Linked DNA regions of Mus musculus: all the other regions are linked to region 1. A link is a contact called in public Hi-C and promoter capture Hi-C data. All regions are on one chromosome and are shown on one strand. Each heading gives the region's core, a stretch centred on a gene start, on an enhancer-like site or on the middle of the called end of the contact. The rest is flanking DNA. Distances are from core to core; before and after follow the strand shown.

Region 1 (3,005 bases), core at 503-3,002:
CATGTCTGTGCCTCTCGTCTGTCCTTAGCAGCCTAGGGGCAGCCTGCCCGGTGACCGGAGGTGGAACAGTGGGATCTACCATGTTCACAGTGAAACCGGGATCAGGAGGAGTGCTTGCTGGTGGTCCTCTGCCATAGAGGAAAAAGGGAGGGCAGGAGGTGGAGAGGAGAGGGGCATACAGAGCTGTTGTTGCTCTCATGGTGAACAAGACCTGGGTGGCCGCTGGGGGTTTCTGCTAGCTCCCAGGTCAGGGTAGGGGAAGAGATCCTAACAACTGTAGACTCTCTGCTTTGTCCACTGAGAGGAAGCTGAGGGCCTCAGTGGACCTCTTGCTGCAGCAAGAGGCTCGGCTGTGCCGAACCTGAGAAAGTATCTGTTCTAGCTCCCGCTTCCCCTTAGTTCACCTGCTTAGGCGATTCATAAATGCCCTCCCTTCCACAGAGCGACCAGGGCCAGGACTGACCCATTCCATTCAAACTATGAGCCTGGTAGGTATGGGCTATTGTCTAAGACAGGGTGTCCGCTTTAAGGCAGGCTATAGGTTAGTCAAGTTCACAGGGCTCTCCAAAGGCAAAACCCATGGAGCAAGAAGTGGGAAGGTGTGTCTACATGTCTTCTGAAGGACAAAGTCATAGATGTGGCTCCCATCCCGACTTGGATCTTTCCCATCTAGAAGTTCATTAGCCACCACCCCCCTCTTATTCCTATCCACTCTGCCAGGGACCACCTGAGGACCCTTCTGTGACCCACGTATAGTAAGCAAGGACAGAGAACCTCATCTGCACTCATTTAGCTTACCACAGGAGCAGCAGAACTTCTACAGATGGGGAGGAGGCCAGTGCCCTTGTGGAGTGTCCTACACACAGGCCGGGCATACTCCACTTACAGGGACTGAAGTTGCTGGGTCACCTCACTCTCAGGAGCCCTGCCACTCTGGAGCAGGCTCTCCCATTCAGAGTACACCCACTCTGTTGGCAGGCACATACAAGGTTGCCTCCTCTCGGAATCAATGTAGATAGATATATGGCAGCTGAGCCTGCGCACTGCCTCAGTCCTGTGCTCCAGGAGCCTGGCAAGTCAGTGAGCAACTGCCTGCAGACAGAACCTTGCAGAGAGCGAGGTATTAAGTTACACGATGGCCCTCTTGGAGGACACAGTGCTCTCTCTCAAGGGACTTAAATCAACAGGAACTCCAGATCACCTCCACTTTGAAGCCCGGTCCCCTCTTCCATGCGCCCTCTCCCTTTCCCTCCTATACTTTGCAAAGATTGCTGTTAAACTGCCGATCTTCCCCAGCTGCAGACGCACGACCCTATTCATATCCCTTCCCCCTGGCTGGGCATTTCTCGAATGTAGGGTCTTTAAAACTACTCCAATTAACATGGGAGTTTTAGAATTGAAGGTCCCACTTCTTTGGGAAACCAGGATGGTGGGTCACCCTAGCAGAAATTACAGCAGCTTGCAGGGCCAGCCTCACAGCAAGGAGATATGAAAGCACGATCGCCAAAATCAACCCAAGTTAGCATCTAGCCAGCTCAGCGAAAGAACAATATTCCAAAAGCTTCATATTGGTAGTTTGGAAAATAACGGCCCTCCCTTCCCAGTCCTGGCCTCTGGGACACTTGCTTGTCTAGGACGGTCGGGTGGCCTGGCCTCCAGCACAGGCGGACGGGGGGCGGAGACTCATTAGCATAATTTATGCACGCGGTCGTTTAGCAGTCAATTATATGCGCATATATTTCCATGGCTGATGAGGCTGGCCGGGCACTTTCAAAATGGCGGAGCGTGGAGCGAGTGGCGGCGGGAGCGGCGGGGACAGTCTGGACAAGAGCATCACGCTGCCCCCCGACGAGATCTTCCGCAACCTGGAGAACGCCAAGCGCTTCGCCATTGATATAGGTAGACACGGACCGGGTACTCAAGAAAGTGGCCGGAGCAGTGGGCGCGGGCGGCCAGCCAGCGGGGGCGGCGGGAAGGACGAAGGGCGGGGGCGCGGGCCATGCGCACAGCCTCACGGGTCGCCGCACAGCCTCTCGGGACTCATAGTGTGCGCGGCGTCAAGGTGCGGGACCGAGCGGGCTGTGGGACTCCAGCTCCCGGTAGGCGCTGCGCGGTTGGAGCGGGGCACGTCGGGCCTCGTAGTCCGCGCAGCGCCGGTGGCTCAGTGGAGGGACGGGCGGGGCGGGTGGCCTCGGGGGTCCTCATCTGCTCAGAGTCCCCCGGGATGAGGCTGGCCATGGCCCCGCGGCGCACTCCGCCGGAGTTCCGGCTTCCCAGTGAGCTGTGGAGACGTTGGGCCTGGACACTTGTCGAGCGCTGCAGCGTGGACCGTGGCTACGGCCGCCGCCTCCTGCGCGCCTAGGAGTTCACCTTCCTGCCGACCCGCTACAGGCCCACCTTAGATCCCCTTCGCGCGTTGGGCAGCCTCATGCCCACTAACAAGTCCTCGGGGGAGGTTCTTTCATCGCCCTGGTGTGCAGATGCGGAGACCAAGGCACAGAAGAAGGCTAGCTTTCTCCGTGGTCTCTCTATTCGTAGATCCAGGATGGGAGCCGGCCAACGCTCCCCCTCCCCCTCCCCCACCCCTACCCCTGTCCCCCAAGCTCTCTGCTCTGCATCCTGTTATTGAGGAGCTTTGTACCCAATTGCTTGCAGGCGTTTCCCCGCGTATCTCTTGATGCCAGCATTGTCAGTGAGGCCCCACACAGCCGGGCAGCATCCGCAGTCTTGGACTTATCTCCGTGAATCAATGGGTGTGCTGCTGGCTCTTAGCCTCCTTGGAAAGCCTAGGTTGTTAAGAGACTGTGAAGAATCTCGTTACTTCTGGAATATTGAATAAGTCCCCCACCCTCTTGCTTTTGGGTTGTCTCTCTGACGTGTTCTTCCTTGGGAGGAATGAGGAATGGAAGAGAAAGTAAAGATGGCCTGCTGGCTTGTCCTGTGTTCCAGCTTTATCAAGGGCTCAGGAGGGTGGTGGAGTGGGCCAAGATTCTACTAGCACCTGA
Region 2 (2,862 bases), core at 297-2,796, 600 kb after region 1:
TCACTCTGGGGAAGAAGTTAGGCTTACAAAACTCATGAGGAAGTTACAAAATTTAAGAAATCCCCGCAAATTCCCACCATCCTCCCTACCCACTATTTTCCGTCCCCACTGCATTGATGTGTTCTTTTTGGAAGGACAGCACACAGGTCTCAGGAGTTCCCACCAGAGAACATCCTGACTGCAGCAGGTATGGGGGGCTGTGGGGAAGCGTGGAGATTGGGCTATACAGGAAGGGCAATAGTGTGAACATCTTAAAACTACAGTGCTGGGAGTCGGGACTGCGAAAACACCTACTGGTGCACTGTGCACACTGGTGGATATCAATGCACGAGCATGTCCACCAGTTCAGCATATCCCTGGCTCAGCTACAAAGTCGGTGGCCTCCCTCTTTCCCTCCTTACAGCTGTGGGTGAGGCACGCTATTTACACAGTCGCTTCTCAACTATCAAGACTTTGTTTTTCTTTTTGAGATAGGGTCTCTAACTATGGTACCCCTGGCTGGCCTCGAATTCCTAGAAATCCGGAGCTCTCATCTCTGGGATTAAAGTAGTGAACCATTGTATCAACCAGCTGTCAGGTTTGTTACTTTCAGGCTCAAGTCCTTGCCAGTTGCCAAAGGGTGTCAGGTCACTGCTGGTGGGCCTGAGAGCCATATGAGCGCTGTCACCCGAGTTCTGCTTCTGAAAGATACCAGGTCCATGCGCTGGACATTAAGAACAACGTGGGAACAGGAGCCTGGCACGAAGCCCACCTTCCCACAAAGCTGGCCCGCGTTGTCCACATGGTCCTGGAGACCTCGCCAGCAAAAAGCAAACTGAGTGTGACGTAGGACAGGAATAAAGATCAGACCGCGAGGCAAGGAGGCAAAAGAAAGAAAGAAAGAAAGAAAGAAAGAAAGAAAGAAAGAAAGAAAGAAAGAAAGAAAGAAAGAAAGAAAGAAAGAAAGAAAAGGGAGAGAATCTGGTGGTTTTCTCTGTTGCTGCTGGGACTGAGCTTTTTGCCCCTCCTCGGTTACTCTTTTTTTTTTCTTTTTTTCTTTTTTTTCTCCCTCACCCTCTGCCCCGCCTCCCCTTCCGCCCCGACTCCTCCACCCTTTGGCCCCGCCCACTCTCCCGATCTTCCCCTTCCCTCCGGCTTAGTCTCCTTAGTTCCGTCCCTTTCCAGCTCTGCCCTCTTGCGACCTGTCCCTCCCACTCTGCCTGCCCCTTCTCCTACCCGTCTGCCCCTCCCCTTTCTCCAACCTTGGCCCCACCCCCCCGTGCTGTCTTCCGCTCCTTGTCCCCATCCCATTCCGCTATGCCCTGTTTCAGTTCCTTTGCCCCGCCTCCTACTCCTGTGTCCCGCCCACTTCCTCTCGGCCCCGCCTCCCCTTTGCCTCGCCCCTCCCTCTTCACGTCTCCCACCCCCCACCCCACCCCCCAGCCTCTGATCCTTGGCCTACAAAGGGTTTTGAAAAACCCGAAGTTTGCGTGCACGCCTGTGTAGGTGCGGCTGCGCCGCTCTCCCCACGTGCCCTGCAGCGCATGCGTGCGGGCTGCGCTTGCGCACTGACAGCCGCGGCGCAGCGGGGCTTGGTGGTGCCGGTCTCTGGACCGAGCGGCCATGGGGTGGCGGGCGGCTGGGTCGCTGAGAGCCAGGTAGCAGTAGGGCAGCAGGGACCGCCTGCTCGGCCCAGCATGTAGACGTCCACGCGGGCGCGCGGCAGCCGACGGTGAGTGCGGGGCCTGGGGTCGCCCTCTGCCCGGCGTCACTGGCCGGGACCCGTGAAGACAGGGTCACGGCGCCGGCCCTGCCCACCTGCCCGAGGCCGGGCGCTGGTGGCTCTGACGCGCCTCCCTGCGTCCGAACGTGGGTTGCAGCCAGGATGACGCGTGGTCTCGGGGAAGGAGCCTAAGGGACAGGTCTGAAGATCTGGTCCGGCCTTGGGTTTAGGGGGACGAGTCAGAGGTTCGGGTCCCGGGAGAAGCCATGTAGGCCGCCGTTCTGTTCTAAGCCAGTTCAGCGCGCAGCACCGCAGCCGAATCGGCTCCATTGGTCTTCCAGTGGGGCCTTAGCAAGCGCCAGAGACCTTGGCATGTGGGCAAAGTAGTCAGACGAGCGTTTTGTAAGCAATCGAGGTGTGAAACTCTCCAAAACCCCATCGTAAACTTGGTATCCAGTACTTGCCAGGAGCTTCCAAAGTCCTGAAGAGTCCATGGAGATGTTCCTAGAGGCTGCTGCCTCTCAGGATGTCACACTCACAGGCCGCTTGTCTTGGCCTCTGGCAGGTTTCTTCGTTATGGGAACAGGGCGTGCCCAGCGCAGTCCCAGGATCTGCCTTTGCTTGGCCAAGATCCGGCGTCTCTTTCCAGCTCTCCCAAGCAATGGGCTTTCTCCTGGCATTGATTCTGAATAGCGACTTGTTTTTCCTTTCTTGTTTGGGAAACTCTCTGTTTTGGTTCAAAACTTATTCGTTTGGCTTGCCTCTTGAGAAGAGTGTTATTCAAACTTATATTCATTGGTTTCATGTATCACTGTCAGTTTCCACGGGCCGGAAAGCTGGCATCCTCGCCTTGGTAATTAAAAGCACGGCACCTTCCCTCTGAACGTATTTGTCCTCAGCAGTGACTTCACTGTGACTTACACTGCCCATCTTGGGCTCTGGGACAGCCACGGGTGCCAATATACAGTATGACCAGGTAGCTTCTTCATTTGGAGGTGGCATCTCAGAATGCTTCTGCATTTTCTTCTTTGTAGATTTATTTATTAAAAACGATGCAGTTTTATTCATTTTTTTTCTTTTTCATCTTGTTTGAAGTGCTACAGGTCCAGCCCAGATCCTCACACAAGTGCTGTCCCACTGAGCCACAATCCATCCCCCAC
Region 3 (2,968 bases), core at 172-2,671, 850 kb after region 1:
ACACATCCATGTGGCCCCATCACTGAGCTTTGTTTTCTACTTCACACAAAAAAGACAAGATACTGCAAATCACTGTTGAGTTGTAACCAAGCATCCCTCTCCAATATAGGTTTCTCTTCCTGATGGATGTAATAGTCATCTCTAGAACCAGAGTCTGGGTTGAGTGACTAGAGCCAACAGTCTTTTCTAATTCTTGGTTCAGTTTCAGCTTAGGGAATGGGCAGACCAGGCAATGACAATTGTGCCTACTTTAGAGCTGCAGCCTAGGGGTGGGACAGACGGACAGACAGTAGCAGCGTGGCCATTACAGTGAGAGGACTGATGAGATCTTTGTGGGGTCTGCTTAGGAGTGGAATCCAATCACCCCACTACAGCTGGACTATGGAATACTGACTTTTGGCAACCTTGTTGGCTGTTCACCATACCTGAATCAGAGTTATACAGGGATCTCCTTAAACTCCCATGTCCTCCCAATTTTCCGTTTCACCGAACCTGGCTGAAATCTTATCAAAAGCTTGAGATAACTGAGCAGTGACAGGAAACATCTATTGTGTAGTGGCAGCAGCACTGTTTTGGGTGAAACTAAGCAGGCCAGGACTGGAGTCAGGAATATTAATATTGTCTGTAGGGTCTACTACAAGCCGTTTCACCTTGATCTTCAAGGTCCCCAAGCCATTTTTTTGGCCTGTATTTGCTGCAGTAGATTATTGGGGGTCCCCTTTAAGAAAAGATTGTGTATATGAGTGCTCTGTTTGCATTTGTGCCTGAATGAGAGAAGAGGATATCAGATTCAATCACAGATAGATGGCTGCAAGCCATGATGTCGTAGCTGGAACTCAGGACCTCTGCAAGAGCAGTCAGTTCTCTGAACTGCTGAGCCATCTCTCCAGACCCTTCATCTGCACTTTTTTGTTTAGTATTTTATTTATTTTTGCGACAAAGTTTCTCAGCCATGGCTGTCCTGGAACTCTAGCTGTAGAGAGAAGGCTGACCTTGAACCCACACAGATCCGCCTGCCTAAGTGCTGGGATTAAAGGCACATCTGCCCTTTTAATGCTGGCAGATCCACCCCACAGCTGTTCCAGAGCCCGAGGACGGAAGGGAGGGCTGAGAACTAAAGACTCCGAACTAAGTCGCGGTGTAACGTCGTGCACGTGGGACTGTGGGAGAAAAGTTGTTCTGTCCCAACCCCCAAAGAAAGGCGCCCTTCTAGAACCCCTTTTGCCAGGCAGGAGTTCCGGTTCGGGCCAGGCCGCGGAGCCAAGTGGGTAACGAGCAGCCCCACCCGTGGGTGCTTCCGGCGTCGGTGCCTGACGCGACACTGACGGACTGGTCGTACGGCCAACGGCGTCGAGACAGCGGTGACGTTCAGCCAATGGGAGGGGGCGGGGCGGGGCGGCCACGATCGTCTCGAGCAGCCGCCCTGACGGGAAGGGCCCGAGAAGAGTCGGCGGCACAAAATGGCGGCGGCGGCGGCCGGGGCTGCGGGGTTGATGGCTCCGGCGTCGGCGGCCTGCTCTTCCGGCTCGGCGGGAGCGGCCCCGGGGTCTCAGGGGGTGCTGATCGGCGACAGGCTCTACTCGGGCGTGCTCATCACCTTGGAAAACTGCCTGCTGCCCGACGACAAGCTCCGCTTCACGCCGTCCATGTCGAGCGGCCTCGACGTCGATACGGAGACGGGACTCCGCGTCGTGGGCTGCGAGCTCATCCAGGCAGCCGGCATCCTGCTCCGCCTGCCGCAGGTAAGGGCCGGGCCGCGAGCTCTGCAGGGGCCGTTCGCCGGCCGAGGGCCGAGGGCCGGGCCTTTGTTGTCGTCCCGGCCCCCGGCCCGGAGCTCACCGGACCCAGGCGACGAGGTCCGAGCCTGTGCGCTCCGCAGCCTTGAAATAACCCGCACCCGCCATCCCTTCCCCTTCCCCTTCCCCCTCCGCCGGAGCCGAAGCCCTTTTACCCCCAAGAAAGCCTCGCGAGACCCAAACCCTTTGGGGGAAATGGAAACTGTCGTGGCTATTTGTCCTGGGGGGAAATCACACAAGACATTGTAGCCGGGACAAGCGTGAGTCCTGCATTCAAACGTGATGGAACCCTCTCTGTCCCTAGGTGGCCATGGCTACAGGGCAGGTGCTGTTCCAGCGGTTCTTTTACACTAAGTCCTTCGTGAAACATTCCATGGAGGTAGGCTTCTTTCTGTTTTCTCGGAGAAATGAATTGGGATGAAACCTGGCCTGTTCTGCCCAGTGCTTAGCTGAATTCTGTCCTGCAAAGTCTACACAGCTCTTTCCCTAGAGGCCTGTCTGTCTCTGTATCTTCTGGTTGTTTCTAATAGTTTTAATGCCTTGGAAGGTTCTCAAGTTGGGGGGAAAAACACCCGTGTCACAATGTACATTTCAGCATGTGTCCATGGCTTGTGTTCACCTGGCTTCCAAAATAGAAGAGGCTCCGAGACGAATCAGGGATGTCATCAATGTATTCCATCGCCTTCGGCATCTGAGAGAGAAAAAGTGAGTCCTTTGCAGAGCTGTCCTAATGTCTGTCATTGTTAATACCAACCTGTGAATTTACAGTAGATTGTTCGCATGTGCCCTAGATGCTGTCTTGGGGCAGTTGGTAGGGGGGTACAATAACCAGGATAGCTGGCTGTCCTAGCCCTGCTGAAACAATTCCTGTATGACCACATCAGCTCACCACCCTATTGTCCTGTTTGTTCCATGGTTCTGCTGAGAACCTCTGAGCACCAGGTCCCTGGTTCTCACCCTCAGCGCTGTTAGTGTCTGAACTGGCCATTCTTTGTTCTAGTGTCATTGTAATATGTCGATCAATATTCCTGGCCTTTCCTTGCCAGAAACCATTTGTAACAGAAATACCCCTAGACAGCTGTCTTTTTTGATATCTGGTCTAGCTGTGTAGCAGTCTTAACCTCTTAGCAATCCCATCTAAATCTTCCTTACGTGTGTGAACCACATTTGTC
Region 4 (3,272 bases), core at 501-3,000, 740 kb after region 1:
TCTGCACTTAAAACCCAGCACATGGGCTGGAGAGATGGCTTAGCGGTTAAGAGCACTGACTGCTCTTCCAGAGGTCCTGGGTTCAAATCCCACCAACCACATGGTGGCTCACAACCATCTGTAATGGGGTCTGATGCCCTCTTCTGGTGTGTCTGAAGAGAGCATTGGTATACTCATATACATGAAATAAATAAATAGCACTGACTGTTCTTCCAGAGCTCCTGAGTTCAATTCCCAACAACCATATTTCACAACCATCTTTAATGGGATCTGATGCCCTCTTCTGGTGTGTGTGAAGAGAGCAACAGTGTACTCACATAAAATAAATAAATCTTTAAAGAAACAAAACCACCCAGCACATAGGCCTCAACAGCTAGTGTTCTCACACAAAATAAATCTTCAAAACAAACCAAACAAAGAAAAAGCCCAGCACATAGGCCTCAACACCTGACTAAATAGAAACATAGTCCATAAGTCCCCAAGTAAAAACTTCCTCAATGTTCTAATCTTGCTTTTTGACTTCCACAGTTCTGCTTCTCGCTAACTGAAGCATGCCAATCAAGATGGTCTTTGTACATAAAGTCAAAGAGCTGCAAGGCTCAAGGTTACATGATTTGGGCAAGTTCTCTGTGCAGCTAGCAGGCAAAAATAAAGACTTTCCTTTTGGCTTTCAGAGTGTCCACGTGATGGTCTCTGTGGGCTTACTCGCAACAGGTTCTCAATACTCTCCTCCTCATTAACACAAGGAACAATGATGGCAGACTTCAATAGCAATGAGGAGGTTCATAGTGGGAAATTTAGTTTCAAAATAGGACTGGAGAGATGGCTCAGTAGTTAAGAGCACGGACTGCTTTCCCAAAGGTCCTGAGTTTAATTCCCAGCAACCAAATGGTGACTCACGATCATCTGTAATGGAATCCCATGCCGTCTTCTGGTGTGACTGAAGACAGCCATAGTGTACTCATATATATAAATAAACTTTAAAAGAAAAAAAGGTTGCATGGAGGCTAGAAGATTCTAGGCCTAGGCAAACAGGTAGAGGTAGTCTTTGAGACAATTACTATAAGCGAATAAAATATACTTTTATAAAGGAGGGAGAAGGGATGAAAAAGAAAAGAGGAAGATACAGGAATAATAGGAATAAAGGGTAGATTACTGAATCTACGGCTTTTTTTTTGAGACAGGGTTTCTCTGTGTAGCCCTGGCTGTCCTGGAACTCACTCTGTAGACCAGGCTGTCCTCGAACTCAGAAATTTGCCTGTCTCTGCCTCCCAAGTGCTGGGATTAAAGGCGTGCGCCACCACCGCCCGGCAAAACACAGCTTTTGTTATACTTACTACACATTATCTACCTTCTTGTCCCTGACAATCTCATACTGCTCCAACTTTAAAGGAGTTCTCAGAATCTCCAAACAACTTATCTAATCCCCTTCACTTCTTGACCATTCCATTCGAGCTAGAGGGGACAGGTCACCAGGCAGGTAGGCCGGCTGTAAGTCGACCTGATTACCGAGTTCTAGGATTAAAGAAAAGTGTGAGGCACCACGCCCAGCAGCAACTCTATTTCTCTCTCCCCCTCTCACTTGAGATCGAGCTCTCAATAGGCAACCTAAACTGGCTTCCAACAGAGAAGCGATTTTTCCTGCCAGTTTTCCGATTGGCCGAACTTGAAGAGCCCGCTACCTCACCCATATTTTTCATATCGTTTACATGTTAAGCTGCAACGGGCTCACAGAGGAAGTGACGTGCTTCTAGAAGTCCAGTGACTCTGAGGAAGGTACTCGTGATAGAGATAGGGCACAAACCAAGTGCTGGAGCCCAGTGCATCTATGAAATTGGCAGAGTGACCACCTGGAGGAAACCGGAATGAAAAACGTCCCAACCACACCAAGAGAAGCCGCGGAAAGGACTTGAGACTCCCCGGACCCGCCCCAACGCCCGTCCCACTGAAGTTTTCAGTATTGCGCAAGCGCCGCGCCTAGCGCGTCATCCGAGGCGACGGTACATTAGGACGCAGGCGCGGCTCACACCGCTCCAGTTGCCGGCGCAGGTCCTGTGACGTCACGCGCCGGCGAAGGTGGTCCACGACCGCCGGCCTCGGCTGCTCTCAGGCTGATTCGGCGTCGGCCGGTCGCCCTCCCGCGCCGGCTGCAGTACGAGCCCAGGAGAGCACCGTCGGCCTCCCCACGCGTTGCGTTGCGTTGCGTTGCGTTCACTTCCGTGTCGCAGATTTCCGGTTACCGCCATCTTCCTCGCGCGGAAGCCGGCTTCTAGGTGGGAGCTCCGTAGCGAGAGCAGTGGGTAGTTCGGTCGGTGCCATGCCGTCATCGCCGCTGCGGGTGGCGGTGGTGTGCTCGAGTAACCAGAATCGGAGCATGGAAGCACACAACATCCTCAGGTAGTGCAAGCTCCACCTGCCCTCCGCCCCTCCCTCCTCTTTCCCACAGATTCTTGTCCAGACCCCGACCCTGTACTGACTGGGCCGCGGAGGTCGGGCCACGCCCGGCTTCCACGCTCAGCGAGCCCTCAGTGGGGTCCGTGCGCGCGACACCCTCGGTAGTGTAGGCATCCCCGTAAACCCTAGAGGTGGCCACACGACAGCTGGGGCCCTCTGGGTGCTGGACGACCGGGCAGTATCACGGGGTAGGCCAAGGTCTTTCCGTGCTGCGAAGGGTGCCTGGTGTTTATCTTTCCCGTATATGTGTCGTCCGGCCACCTTGGAAAGCTCTCCACACGTCACATCAAGATGGAACGAGTCTGGAAGCAACAACAGTGATCTGAGGTGTTAACGTCAGGGACTGTTTATTGCTGTCTTCGTTTGCAAGTCTCATGCACCAGCCACCACCCCTCTCAGCCCCATAACTTTAGTCAGTAATTTCTGGAGCACACGAATTCATTTGGTTCAGTGGGACCTCCTCATATTTCTTCACGAATTCACCAGTTTCTAGTAGGGCATTCATCTTTGATAGTATTTTATCTTAAAAAAAAAAATCTCTTGACAAAATGAGAAACTGATGCATTGTATTACAGTTAAAATGGGGGTTTGTACATTTCAACTTAGTGCAGTAGAAATGTCTTTTTTCCCCCAGAGTTAACTGTTTGTGAACTTTTAAAACTTTTTTAAATATTATTTTTTGGCAATTTCGGGTTTTTTTTGTTTTTTTTTTAACCCTCAAAACAGGGTCTCTGTGTAGTTCTGGCTGTCCTGGAACTCACTCTGTATACCTGGTCGGTCTCAGACTCAGAGAATTGCCTGCCTCTGTCTCGCAGCTA

Evidence for each region. Promoter capture Hi-C pulls out the DNA fragments that hold promoters and counts their contacts. A called contact is a pair of places that touch in the nucleus more often than the background predicts. Capture Hi-C pulls out chosen DNA fragments and counts their contacts.
Region 2: a contact with region 1 is called in a Hi-C map of B cells, with 5 read pairs. The contact joins the promoter of Nadk here to the promoter of Pank4 in region 1.
Region 3: a contact with region 1 is called in a promoter capture Hi-C map of pre-B cells, with 4 times the contacts expected there. The contact joins the promoter of Ccnl2 here to the promoter of Pank4 in region 1. A contact is called at or near these places in 3 of 39 promoter capture datasets (the C10 cell line, liver and pre-B cells) and 1 of 484 Hi-C or Micro-C datasets (B cells).
Region 4: a promoter capture Hi-C map of adipose tissue shows a contact between it and region 1. The contact joins the promoter of Ssu72 here to the promoter of Pank4 in region 1. A contact is called at or near these places in 1 of 39 promoter capture datasets (pre-B cells), 1 of 484 Hi-C or Micro-C datasets (B cells), 2 of 115 datasets of contacts at active chromatin or transcription factors (memory CD8 T cells and pro-B cells) and 1 of 9 other capture datasets (adipose tissue).

What each region holds. Positions count from the first base shown.
Region 1 is chr4:154,962,371-154,965,375 of GRCm38.p6, forward strand. Pank4 (pantothenate kinase 4) reads left to right here and starts at 1,753. Exons shown (of 20, transcript NM_001305804.1): 1 at 1,753-1,899. The coding sequence starts at 1,776. Gm42363 (a long non-coding RNA gene) reads left to right here and starts at 1,907. Exons shown (of 2, transcript XR_881640.3): 1 at 1,907-2,099; 2 at 2,656-2,943. Hes5 (hes family bHLH transcription factor 5) reads left to right here. Exons shown (of 3, transcript NM_010419.4): 3 at 1.
Region 2 is chr4:155,562,269-155,565,130 of GRCm38.p6, forward strand. Nadk (NAD kinase) reads left to right here and starts at 1,547. Exons shown (of 12, transcript NM_001159637.1): 1 at 1,547-1,711.
Region 3 is chr4:155,811,068-155,814,035 of GRCm38.p6, forward strand. It overlaps Ccnl2 (cyclin L2), which reads left to right and starts at 1,422. Exons shown (of 11, transcript NM_207678.1): 1 at 1,422-1,742; 2 at 2,101-2,175; 3 at 2,392-2,501. The coding sequence starts at 1,461.
Region 4 is chr4:155,703,065-155,706,336 of GRCm38.p6, forward strand. Ssu72 (Ssu72 RNA polymerase II CTD phosphatase homolog (yeast)) reads left to right here and starts at 1,751. Exons shown (of 5, transcript NM_026899.3): 1 at 1,751-2,397. The coding sequence starts at 2,318.